Linked DNA regions of Mus musculus: all the other regions are linked to region 1. A link is a contact called in public HiChIP or PLAC-seq and promoter capture Hi-C data. All regions are on one chromosome and are shown on one strand. Each heading gives the region's core, a stretch centred on a gene start, on an enhancer-like site or on the middle of the called end of the contact. The rest is flanking DNA. Distances are from core to core; before and after follow the strand shown.

What was found. Promoter capture Hi-C pulls out the DNA fragments that hold promoters and counts their contacts. HiChIP or PLAC-seq counts read pairs in DNA pulled down with a chosen protein or histone mark.
Region 2: a contact with region 1 is called in an H3K4me3 HiChIP or PLAC-seq map of stem cell-derived neural progenitor cells, with 27 read pairs. The contact joins the enhancer-like site here to the promoter of Adgrb1 in region 1. A contact is called at or near these places in 12 of 39 promoter capture datasets (the 3T3-L1 cell line, 3T3-L1-derived adipocytes, the C10 cell line and 7 more), 1 of 15 datasets of contacts at CTCF or cohesin (the NIH/3T3 cell line) and 10 of 115 datasets of contacts at active chromatin or transcription factors (embryonic basal ganglia, embryonic forebrain, embryonic hindbrain and 6 more).
Region 3: a contact with region 1 is called in a promoter capture Hi-C map of second pharyngeal arch cranial neural crest, with 4 times the contacts expected there. The contact joins the enhancer-like site here to the promoter of Adgrb1 in region 1. A contact is called at or near these places in 9 of 39 promoter capture datasets (the 3T3-L1 cell line, cranial neural crest, frontonasal cranial neural crest and 5 more), 1 of 15 datasets of contacts at CTCF or cohesin (the NIH/3T3 cell line), 1 of 484 Hi-C or Micro-C datasets (embryonic stem cells), 15 of 115 datasets of contacts at active chromatin or transcription factors (SST interneurons, acute myeloid leukemia, craniofacial prominence and 8 more) and 1 of 9 other capture datasets (embryonic stem cells).

What each region holds. Positions count from the first base shown.
Region 1 is chr15:74,513,957-74,518,128 of GRCm38.p6, forward strand. Adgrb1 (adhesion G protein-coupled receptor B1) reads left to right here and starts at 2,240. Exons shown (of 31, transcript NM_174991.3): 1 at 2,240-2,910.
Region 2 is chr15:74,023,990-74,028,161 of GRCm38.p6, forward strand. No RefSeq gene overlaps it. Among named protein-coding and RNA genes, the nearest start is that of Gm32405, 26 kb to the left of the region's middle. Within about 2 kb of position 2,377, at least 6 of the 459 cell types and tissues checked have an H3K27ac peak or open chromatin away from gene starts, as enhancers often do. A contact at or near this core is called in stem cell-derived neural progenitor cells, where this site is marked.
Region 3 is chr15:74,074,148-74,078,319 of GRCm38.p6, forward strand. No RefSeq gene overlaps it. Among named protein-coding and RNA genes, the nearest start is that of Gm32405, 76 kb to the left of the region's middle. Within about 2 kb of position 2,399, at least 74 of the 459 cell types and tissues checked have an H3K27ac peak or open chromatin away from gene starts, as enhancers often do. A contact at or near this core is called in SST interneurons, craniofacial prominence, embryonic basal ganglia and 2 more, where this site is marked.

The sequences.
Region 1 (4,172 bases), core at 990-3,489:
GCTATTGGTGGCAAACACCCTGGCTTAAAGTTGTAGGATCCTGAAACAATTTGGCTGGAGGAATTGTTTCAAGTTACTTGTGTCTGGTGGAGGGGGCTCACAGGGGGACCAGGACAACTGAGGCTGTGGTTGACTTGGCATGTGGCTGCTTCAGGGTGGCATTCCCTGCCTCTGACATTGCTCTCGTCTGCAAAGATAGAAGGGGATCCCATTGAGGTCTTACCTTGCACCGTCTGGACTCTGAATCAGAAACTTGGGTGAGGGAAAATTGCAGAGAGCAGCAGTCAGAGGGGCAAGAATGAGTTCCCACACAGGGAGAGGAACGGTTAGCCCCTTATCCTCAGAAGGATATCCCCTTTTTGCCCTGATATCCCAGGCCAAGCAGGTCTCAGCCTTGCCCCAAGAGCCTCCAGGTCAGATCCCCAGATCCCTGCCAGGGATTTCTGCTGTCTTCTCTTATCAGCAAGAAACAAGTGTGGAAAGTGCTTGGATCCTGACTCAGCCTCGCTGCTGCTCAGCTGTCTCTTGGCCTGATATCAGAGGCCCCCTGGTGACCACAGGCTGTTACTGCAGCTAAAAAAGGCCAAAGCAGGGCTAACTAAACTCCAGGGGCTGGAAGATTCAGAGGCCCAGCAGGAGCAGATGAGGGTCGTGAGAGGTCTCCTGGGAGGTATGCCGCCTCCTTTCTGGGATTTCAAATACCTTGGGAAGAATGGCATTTCTCAAGAAGCCTAAGTGAACAGGGTACTGACGAATAGGATGGTCTGGGCTTTAGTGTGGTCCTGCTCTCGGTCCCTCAGGACACCCTTGCAAGGTGAGGCCTTGCAGGAGTAACTGGTATGCAGAGTACCACGTTCAGTGCCTGGGTATCTAATTGGCTTGAGGTGCTTCCCAACACACACACACACACACACACACACACACACACACACACAGAGAGAGAGAGAGAGAGAGAGAGAGGTGTAGGTTGACTGTGATGTTGATGGAACTGATAAGATGTTTTAGTGGGAGTTACAGGACAGCAGTGTGGGTCCTGACACCTGGCAGGGAGAGTGCTGACAGTGGCTGTGAGTTTGTATTGTTGTTGACAGTGGCCTCCGAAGAGAGATGCAAACATCCGGACCCCATGTGTCCTTGGGTAGCAATGGTACTGCCACTGGTCTGCTAAAGTGTGCAAAGTAGTGGGCCCTGTACAAAAGGTTTTGAGTTCAGGGCAAATCACAAATTGTGAAACAGGAGCAAGGGGTCTGATGCAGAAGCATCTTGGTGGAAAAGAACACAAGGCAACTTTTCTGAGGCCAGGGTTTCCAGGACTCTTGTTGTCAGCCTAGACCTAGAGTGTCAAATCTTTTGACATTGAAACATGGCATTGTGGCCTACATATGTGTTGGGTCACATCCATTGTTGTCCTGGGATGTATGGGTGAACATACCTTATAGAGAGAGGCACCCCTTTGGGTCCCTAACAGAGGAGGAACCAGGGATCTTATGATGGAAGACAAAGCAACTGAGGTCTCTCTCCACCCATGGATGGAAACTGGCAGGCAGGGACACTTTAAAACCCACCCCCCTTTGACTCTGTCCCTGGCGGGCTCCCCTCCTCTCAGCATCACAGGACAGAAAGTCTAGACCGGTCAGGCCCAAATGAAGTGGTTCAGTGCCCCACCCCTGCTCTCCCTGGAAGGGCCCCAGTCCCTGCCTCTGACTCCATCTCTTTACCCATCACTCATCCAACCCACCCACCCACTCATCCACCTATGCATGCATCATCCTTCCATCTGCGTGGCCCACCCATCTATGTAGCCCTCCCCATGGTGCCACCCACCAAATCCACTTTCTTCCAGTCCTGCTCACCCTCACCCGCCTCCGCAATTCCACCGACCCTGACCCTGATGGCTACCTGTCCATCCATCAACCCTCCCGACAGCCTCTACCTACATTCACCTGCCTCCACCACCCACACACCTATTGGTCTGTGCACAGCCCTTAACTCCTCTTCTCCAACCATCCGTTTGTTGGTCCACCACTTGTCACCCAGATGCAGCCACTCCCCTGCTCCTGGAGGAGAGCACAGTCCCAACTCTTGGCTTTCCTGCTGCGTGGGGCAGGAGTCGGCTGTCTTAGGTGCGCTCGCCTGAGCGTCGCACTCCTTCTCCGTGATCCCGCTCCCCTCCTCCCAACCCGCCCCCCGCTCGCGCTCCCCCTCTAATGTGTGATCTGGAAGCTCTATAAAGCCTGATGTAATCCGTAATGCAGTCTCTGGCTCCCGATTCGGGATCCAGTTTCAGAGAGCGAGAGATTGGGGAGCGCCGGCAGCCGGGCGGGGGAGCAGCTTGCCTCTCTCCTCCTCCTTCTCCGCGTCCTCGGCCTCCTCCTCCTTCTGCCCGCGCCGCCCCGCCCCCGGCTCCGCTCCGCTCCCCCCCCCCCGCCCCCAGGAAGGGAAAAAAGGCGAGAAGAGCCGGGCAGGCGAGAGGACCGGAGCGGCGGCGCGGCCGGAGAGGGAGCGGCGGGCGCAGGCGGTGGTGGCGGCGGCGGCGGCGGGCGCGGCGTTGGCGGCGGCCCCGGCAGAGCGAGCTGAGCGGGCGAGCCGGCGGCACAGGCGTCCGCGCCGCGTCCTGGCCAGCCTCCGGGCCCGCGCGCCCAGCACAGCCCGCAGCCAGGGCATCCGGACCCTTCTGGCGCCCGGGGGGCTCCGCCAGGCAGGGGGTGGGGAGGAGCCTGAGAGCGCCCGCGGGTGCGCTCTTGGGAACGTCTCGGCGGGGCCCAAAGCGAGTCGGGGGCGGCAGCGACAGTAGCCCCAGCTCGGATCGGGCGCGCGGCTCGGCCGCTGGCGACGCGGTGCGCTCCGGGGGCTTTGCAAGTCGCTGGATCAAGTCCTTGCTCGCCCGTGGGGCCTCTGCTGCTGGGGAAGGTAAGAACGGCTCCGAAGGGGGTGGGGGCGCGGCGAAAGGGGGCGTCTCGCTCTGGGAGGGGGTCGGAGGAGGGATGGCCTCCCGGACTTCCTAACTTCGCCGTTTGGAGCTTCGCAGCTCTCAGGATTAGGCTTGGAGCTCGGGAGTTTGAAAGCCCCCCCCCAAGCCCCATTTCCCCAGCCCCCTTCCTCTTCTAGCGGCGGCAATGGAATCTGGCAGGTCCCTGCGATCCCGCATTGGGCGGGCTGAGGAGGGGGCGCCCTGGACGTGGGAGAGGCTTCTTGGTGCTCCTCACCTCCCCCTCATCCTTACCAGGCAGAGCCGGGCCAACCTGGCAGGCTCAGTCAGAGAAGCACCCCCTGCTCTATTACCCCCACAGACCCAGGGCGCGCTGGGGAAGGCGTTCCCGTGGTGTTCCGACACAGAGATGCTAGCAGGGGTCTGAGGGAGCCCCACCTGGCTCCCTATGCTGGCCCAAGGAGGCTCGCGAGAGACAACCCGGTGTGTCCCCCATTCCCTGATCTTACCCAGAGCCCGTTACATATATTATAGGGCCCGGCTGCATCTCATCCCCACCCCCAGCACAGAGCTGGAGGCGGGCAGAAAAGCCCCCAGACTTCCCGTCACAGCTCTCACCTACAGACCCGACAATGGCAGAGGAGACCCCCGGAGGCTTATCTCCAAATTCGGAAAAAAGGGCTGTCCTCGCGCCCCCACCATCACAACTGACACGCGCATACGCCCTAGCTCATTCCTTCCCGGTGTTCTTTCCTGTTCGGTTGGACAGGCGGCGCAGATAGGCTGCCCTGAACTTTGGGTCGGCCCGCTGCCCTCTCCGACCGAAGCAGCGGAGCTGGGCACCGAGCACTCCCGGTTGCGTTTCTCCAGTGGGCAGAGGCCACCAGCCTCCGCTGCCGCTGCGCTCTTTCGGAGCTGCGTGCCGTTGCCTCTAGGAATGAGCATGGCCCCCGCCCCCTCCTGAAATTCTGAGGGCTCGGGATCCGGCCCGGAGCCCTTTGCTCTGGTCCTCTGTGCAGCCTAAGCAGAACAGAAATTATCCCTGCCCCCGGGGAGGTGGGCAGCTGAATGGAGAATCGCAGCGAAGCTAGGTGGCTTGAGGGTTGGTCGGAGGCTGCGGCTCTGTGCTTGGGTCCCTCCGCCTGGCCGCGGTGGCTCCTGCTTGGTCACTCCCAGGCAGCCCAGAGGGCTGCACCAGCCTGGCACCCTCTCGGGCCTGTTGGGCACCCTTGCCCTTTCCACT
Region 2 (4,172 bases), core at 1,127-3,626, 490 kb before region 1:
TCTCTGCACAATATGTCAGAGAGACTAAGTTAAAAATGAAGTGTATGAAGTTGATATTCAGCTCCTCCCACATCAAAAAGGCTTCATTAAAATATCATTCCTTTGACTGGAGGATGTGAATCGTGGGTACAGGACTTGCCTATCAGGTGTAAGGCTCTAGGTTTGATCCCATACATGGAGAAAAGACATAAGTAAATAAACGGCAGCTAGATATGCATGGTAGATACATAGGTGACACAGATAAGTGGTAGATGGGAGATGGAGAGCTAGATAGGTGGTAGATAGAAGACAGATGATAGGTATGATGGCAGATGACAGATGATAGTAGATAGATGATAGGTATGGTTGATGATAGGTTATAGACAGATGGTAGATGAGCGGTTCTCAACCTGTGCTTTCACAGGGGTCTCTGATATTATAATTCATAACAGGAGAAAAATTACTGTTATGAAGTAGCAACAAAAACAACTTTATGGTTGGGGGTCCTCACAGCATAAAGAATTGTATTAAAGGGTTGCAGCATTAGTATGGTTGAGAACCTCTGGGATAGATAGATAAATGATAGATAGGTGGATAGGGATGGTAGGTAGACAGATAGAAAGATGAATAGATAGATAGGTAGGTAGGTAGATAGATGATAGGTTAGTAGGTGGGTAGATGATAGATAATAGATAAATGAATAGATAGATAAACAGATGATATATTGGTAGTAGGTACATAGGTAGGTAGATAGATGATAGGTAGATGGATAGATGGTAGCTAGACAGGGATATATATATATATATACATATATATATATATACACATATATATACATATATGTATATATATGATGGATGGATAGATGATAGATAGATAGATAGATAGATAGATAGATAGATAGATAGATAGATAGATAGATAGAAACAAGAGCCCCACTCCCAGACTCTGAGCACTTCACCCTATCTTTAAGGAAAAGTTTGATAGTTTAGTCACCTTGTTTTTAACTTTTTCCAAATTCATGTTAAAATCTTTTTTATCTGGTGGCTGAGTGTTTTCATATGTCCCTTTAAACTTTGCCCCAGTTAAATGGTTCAGTCGCTTGCCCTGGGCCTAGCCACGGGTGACCAGTTTTCTCTAAGACTTCTAAGCTTGCTTACTGGGATCAAGGAGAGTCCTGGCTGAGTATTAGCAAGACACAGTGACTTTGCTGAGGCTCTGTGTTCCGTTATCCTACTGCCCTGTAGCTCTGTGGCCCTGCACACTGCCTCTGGTCATGCACACAGCTCAGCATCTTTAAGCTTCCTGTCTTCCTACAGAGTGAGCTGAGCACCCAGCCATGTGGTCCAAGGGCTCCCTTCTCTGCAGTCAGGAGTTGGCAGAACTAAGCTTGCCACCTAGCCTGGTGCTCTTCTCTGAATAGGAGGTTATCTACAGCCTCCTTGGTTGGCTCTCTGGCTCGTAGAGTTGTATAAAGAAAATAAACTGGTGATTGAGAAATGGCCAGGGGCCTTCCAGTTGTTGGACAAACTCCCCAGGACAGAGATGGAAATGTCCCATCCTGTGAACAGTCACATTAGACACACATAGTCACAGGAAACAAGAGGAGGAAATTGTTTGGCTGTCAAAGCAGGAATCTTCCCCCCAAGGGTTTTTGTAAGGCACAGCTACCTCTATATACCAATTCCATCTTGCTACCTGTCACTCCAGGTGCCAGATGACAGCCTTGTCACACTGTCCCAGCTTGGGACATTGCTTAGCACGTACACGGAGCTTGTTACTTGTTGTTCCTTGTTTCTCCCTCTATGTCCCTCTCCTGTGGTGCCCAGACCTCCAGCCTTGGATGGCCCTTGTCACATGATACTGTGGAGATGCCCCCTCCCACCTTCTTCTGCCTCCTCCTCTGGTTTATTCTCTCCCGAACAGGCCCTGCCACCGGCTGACTGGGGTGATAGGCATGCTTGAACACGTCTAGTCCTTGTCAAGGGACTGGAGCTGATTAGAACAAATAGTAAGTTGGAGGCCTCATCTGCATTTCAGGAATGGGGAAACTGAGGCTGGCAGCTAGTGGATGAGGTGAATGAAGCTCTGGGGCCAGGGTCCTAGTTTGGTTAGGGTCAAGTGCTGCTGCAGCTGCCATGTCTTTGGAAATGAGTGCAGAAAGGAATGAGTTAAGCAGCGCTGTCTTCGCCCAAAGCAATTAATCACAGAATTGGAGAGGCAGGCCAGACAATTATGTCCCAGACAAAGGGGCCAGGGGTGGGGGTAATAACTTTGGAGCCTCGTGCTGTGAGATTAATAAGCGCTTGGCATTTGGATGGCATGCCGAGACTCTGGGCAGCTCTGCCATCAGGCCCTGCCCCACTTGCCCCCTGGGAAATTCCCAGGGCACAGGTCAATGTTACCGTGGTTACTCAGGCCACGGTCACAGCCAGTGCACAGCTTCATCAGGACAGTGAGGCTCTAGGGATGCCTGGCTCATCCAAGCACACTGGTGGACTCTTTGAGAGGCCAGTAACAGGCAACACAGCAGGGTAGTTACTTCCAGGCCCAGCTTCAGGCAGCCATCATATAAGAAAGAGCAAGGCGCAGAGACTCAGAGCCCTCTTTGACTCTTACAGGAGGTTGGGGTCAGGCACAGGTCTGCAACCTCCTCTACTAAGTTGGATAAGAACGCTAGGTTCCTGGCCAGTCTGTGGAGAAACTATGTTGTGTGAAGCCCCAGCAAGGTTAATGTAAATAACATGTTCCTGCCTGCTTTTCCCCTTCCCATCTCCCCTATATAGCCTTTGTGGCTGAGGCACAACCAGCCCTGCCTGTACCCAGCAACTTCTGTGCATCCCTGCATGCTCACCGCTGCCTCATATCCAGCATGGTCCTACTACCAGCACCCTCTACCTAGTGGTGCCTGCCCATAGCGCTGTCCACCTAGCCCAGCTCGTCCATCCAGCATCCTCAAATGCTACCTTCTGCCTGGCCTCTAGAGCCAGTCTCCCACACGACCATATGAAAAGCACCCCAGGCTCATTTTGCACTTGCTGACCTGATAAAACAGATCACCAACCGGTTGCCTCCACCTTTCCCATGATGCCATGGGTGCTAGCCAGCTTCTCCTGGAAACCTCAGTCTTCCTTGTCATTTAAAAATCTCATCAATATAGGGGAATTCCTAACAAGAAGTTCTAGGATTTGAGAAAAGTAGCTTGGGGAGATTCATTCATTCATTCATTCATCCATCCATTCATGCATTCATTCAGTTGTATGGGTTGTTCCTTCTAGCTCTAGGGTATAATCCAGATGTGTGCATATACCTTTTGAGCTGAGGAGGAGCCACTCAGACTTTGGCAGACACGTTTTATTCTCTTTTATAGAGGGCCAGGTCTAAGTATGAGAGGGTCAAGAAGGCATGGAGTGCAGGCTCTCAGAGTGGGTAGCGATGGCCCTGGTAGAGCACTGGTATAGAAAGGCACTTGTGAATCCAGGGGGTGGGATGGGGTGGCACAGGAAGTTGTCCGCAGATCTAATAGAGATAGCAGAGAGTAGGTTGTCTCTGCTATATAAGCATGTGATACAGGGTAGAGGGATAGCCTTGGGTGGTGGTGGGGAGGCAGAGCCTCAGCGGCTGCTCCATGGAACAATACTGCAGTACTGTTTCCCTCAGGAGCACGGAGCCTGGGTGTTAGCATCTCCAAATAGAAGTGGGCCTTACTCTGCAGGAGTCAGCTGTCTTTGTCCTCTTGCATTTGCTTCAGACCGACAGGACTCAGATGGCTGCAGAGCCCTGTAGTGGGGGATGGGGTTGTGTCACGCATGGCACTAAGAGTGCTCTGTCTGCCCACTGCTGCAGAAACATGTGCCAGCTTTCGGCTCAGAGAATCCAGAGCTTCTGTGAAGTCTGAGTCAGTCAGAGGACAGTGACATCACGTGAAATGAAGACCTCTGGGAACTCCAGACTTCCAGGTCAGGTGGATGGTCCATGCTGTGGATCTGAGTGTCCGAGCCTAACAGGAATGTCTACAACTGTAATGGGGGACAGGGCCACTTCTCAGCTATTGGTCACCGTCTTCATCACCTCATGCTGTCCCTTAGAAGAAGCTAGTTTTAAGAGAGGGATTGGGCAGACAACAGTGGGTGATCCAGTCATGGTCTGTTGCTAGTCTGTTCCCAGTTCCCTGCTGCTGTATCCCTTTGTGT
Region 3 (4,172 bases), core at 1,149-3,648, 440 kb before region 1:
TTGCTCCATGCTTCAGCCCCACTTGAGCCTCAGTACACACAGATGTCCTTTAGTATCCCCCAGGGACTGGTCTCAGGACTGCCTATGAATACTAAAACCTGTGCATGCTCTTATCCTTGTATAAAATGCTATCATATCTGTATCTAAGCTATGAACACCCCCCTGTGTACATTAAATCAGCCTTAGATGACTTACAACAGCTAATGGCATGCAAATTCTGCTTCGGTAATGGTTATGTGGTATGGTTTAGAGGGTTATTAGACAAAAAATCTATATATGTTAGCATGATTCATAAAAAAATAAAACAGCCCCAATCCAGCCATGGTTGGTTGACTCTGAAGACATAGTGTCATGGATATGGAAGGCCAGCTATATGCTATCCCAACCTGGGGGCTTTCTCTAACCCCCTTATACTAGGCCTGCGTCCCCAAGGCTTGTGATCATTCACAGTCCTCTCTCAGGTTACTCTTTGTAAAGGGTTGAGATCTAGCGTTCTCAGCTTTCTGGAAATAGAGTGTAAAGGTTTCCTTAATTGTAGGATGAACCTTAACCATTATAACCTACGATCCAAACACACTGAAAGAGCCAATTCTGTCCCTGATAAGGTTAATCAATATGATGGGAGGCTCAAGAGTTCCCTCCTCACTACCAGTGAGAACATCAGGACAGAGGGCTGACTCAAAAGATTCACCACTCCAGGTCACCTTCATTCTACCAGAGGCAGGCTCAAGATCCTCATGGTCTGAGCTCTGGAGTGGTTTAGGACATCCCAGTATCAGATCCGCTGGAATGTCAATGCTCTTTCAGGCCCACATATTCCAAGCTCCTTGGGCATTTGTGAGGTGCCTCATTAAAGAGCAATGGCTCCTGCCATCATTTTACTTTGGCAAACTATCTCTTCTGGGCCCAGGTTCTCTTTAGAAGCACACCCTGTGAGCGTTTGCATCTCAGTATTGGCAGGGTAAACAGAGAGAAATCTGCTGGAGTCTCTGCCCTGGAGGTGCTCACAGCTTAGTTGGGAAGAAAGTAATGTGCCCAAATAATTAGACTATAGTGTGATAAATGTGATAATTGAGGTTAAAACAAAGCCGTGTGCAAACACTGAACAGAATATTAAGCTCTGCCTGTTGGGCTGGTGTAAGCCTCATGGAGGCTGAGATATTGGTGGTGAAGCTTGGTTAAGAGACAGAGTCTGTTTATCACACACCCTCAGCTAGGGTCGGAAGATCCCTGCAGACAAGAGGACAGTGAGTGCACCAAGCCACCGGACAGGACTCTCTGGCACCACTACCCTGGCCCTGAAAGCTGAGGTATTTGGGAAAAAGTGCCAAGAGTTGGTGCTGGCAAAGCGGGCTGGTAAGGCTTAGAAAAGCTTTGAATGTCTTTTAAAATGTTTTCCCTTTTTCCTGTGGTCATAGGGAACCAACACTTAAAGGATTTAAAACTGGAGAAGTGACATGATTGGAATTTGTGTCTTAGAGAGAGAGTGTGTGTTTTCATTAACGTTATTAATGAAATAGCAGAGAAGACAGTGGTGTCTTAAGCCAGACTTCCTACCAGCCCCACCTCCAATTTGGTCCTTATCTTCTGGGAGAGCATGCTGTGACTCTGGCATTGCTCCTGATTCTCTGAGTGACCTTTTCAAGGATGTGAGCTCAAGTTGACCTTCAAATTCAGAAATGGGTCAGCCTGCCTTATGGTGTATTGTTAGGAACGTGTGGCAGAAGCTGTGTACAGTATTGTCCATTGCGCTTGGCCTTGTAGGTGTGAGAAGTTACCATTTTTATTTCATGAAATGCATCCCTTTGTACCATCTGTCGTTAACTCATTCTGTTATCCGTGCCAGGCTCCATCAGCCTAAGAGCAACCAAGACTGGAGACCTTCTCCAGCTAACCCTCTCTGTCTTCCCTAGCTAGGACTTCCAGATTAGATCATCAGTGGCTGAGAAAAGTCCTGTCCGAGGTCCTGAAACAGCCCTGTTAGCCAGAGCAGGCGCCTGGGACAGGGAGCTGTCCATGGTCCTGAACCGCATATTGTCTGCTCTCTGTACACTCAAGAAGAATTTGCTGAGCCCAACTGGCAGGAATACTCCATTTCTGAGCACATCAACTAGAGAAAGCATTGCAGCCGTCTGTTGCTCCAAACTCACTTTCTCCCAGCAGATTTACAACTCATAAGCAAAGCCGTCAGAGTCAAGTGAATAAAGCCAAGGCTCCAGCGCACTTCGGCATTAACCATGAGCGAGTAGGAGGGCTTCGAGCATCTTGTATTTTAATTCCATCCCATTTATGAAGTTGCCTTCCTGGGGAATCATTTATCAGACCCACCCCCACTCCCTCTTTCTGTGCTTCCTTGCAGCTCACACAAAGGAAGGAAATGAAAACCGTTTCAATGGCTGCAGCTGCTGCCCAGAATCTTTACGAGCCGGTGCACAAGGAGGAGGGAGGGGCACCGGCTTTGGCTCTGACTATGTTCCCAGTAATGTTTCAGGCTTAAATGAAGTCAGGAATAGATGGAAACTATAAAGTTAGTCTTGAAAAGTCTGCGGTTTTATAGCCCCCACCCTTTGCAGTGCCCCAGCCGCCCCCCAAACTGCTCTTCAAGACCAATTACAATGGGAAACATGTTCCCATTCTGGAAATACTTCTTGTTCTAGTTTCCCTTCGCTCAGCCTCTACCTCCCTGTGTTCTGCACCATTAGGACATTTCTACCCTGAGATTTCTAGCCCCAGAACACACTTAGGTGAATTCCAACTCAGCAGATCAGTAGTTTCAATTCTGAACAAGACACTTAAAGTCCTGTGACTCAACTTCCTTTTGGGCAAAATAGGGACAGAAAAATCCACTTCTGTGGATGTGGGTGAGATGCCTCTTGACCCTGGCTTCAGTGGGTGTTCTGCAAGTATTGATCTTTGCTCCTCTTCTGTGAATGAGTGAGTTAATGATGCACTCTCTGTCGGCGTATTAATTCCATCAGCATTTATTGGCACATTTTCCCTGGCTTACTAATTGTTCCTTAGGAACACTGACCTTATTCAAGTAAATGCCTGGTTATTTGTGCCCTCTTAAGGTCTCAGAAATAACATCCTGTTGGGGAATCAAGGTTCTGCCTGTGCACAGAGCCATGGCTAGCAGAAAAAAACTTGATGATCGTTTCTCTTCTTTTTGCTAGTTGCTTCTCCCTGGGTGAGGAGTGTTTCTTCCTACCCCTCCAACTTTTAAGAAGACAAGAGGCTGAGAAAAACCACTTTGTCAAGCTATAATTGATTTCAGACGGCTAATTTATTAGCCAGGGCTGTTGTCTAGGTTGGAGTTTTTGTGCACTGAAGGTGTTGGGTGGTGATGAAATAAAGCTTCCAGAGCTCATCTGTTATCGTTGTTGCAGGTCTCTGGGACACAAGAAAGCAGACCCCTTGGTGCTCTGCCTAGCAGTGGAGAAATAAAAAGGATTTTTGATGTGTCCTCAGATGGACAAACCTTTTCAAATAGGAGACTGTGATAATCCTAGCTTTGACCTTGAGCCCTCACTTCTATTCCTTGTTCTCTCCTGTGTCTCACAGATCCCCATTCCTAAGTGACCTAAAAATCCACCACCATTCCTTAGATTTCATCCTGACACAGCACAGCCCTGTTCATCCCCGATGCTCACATCTCTGTTGTTCCTGCCAACCTTCCAGGCTCACAGCAATACTACTGGCACAAGCTAGCCAGTTGCTCACCTGGATGACTGAAGTATCCCAAATGGTTCCCATCTGCTCCAGCTCATCCCCTCATCCAACCTCCACTCAGCTCCCTGATTACATTTTATAAGATGCAAGTCTGCCCACATCTTCCATGCCTTCGAACCTCCCAATCACTCTGCATGAGGATAAAATCCATAGACCTCAATTCTAGCATTTTAAAGCCTTTCCAGTTCTTCCTACATATCTTCTGTATCATTAGCTTATTTCTACTCTGTGCCTTGTACCCCACCTCCCCGAGGCCTGTCTGTCTGTCTGTCTGTCTTGTTTCCTACAAGCTTCCCAATCTCCAGTCTCCATGTTGTTCCATCTATTCTGCCTAGTGTTGCCCCATATTCATTCCTCAAAGTTTTCCCAAGGGTTACTTTCTCTTCAAATCCATGCCCAGTTCCTAGTTCTCCCAAAGGAATTTTCATGATATTTTTCATGTA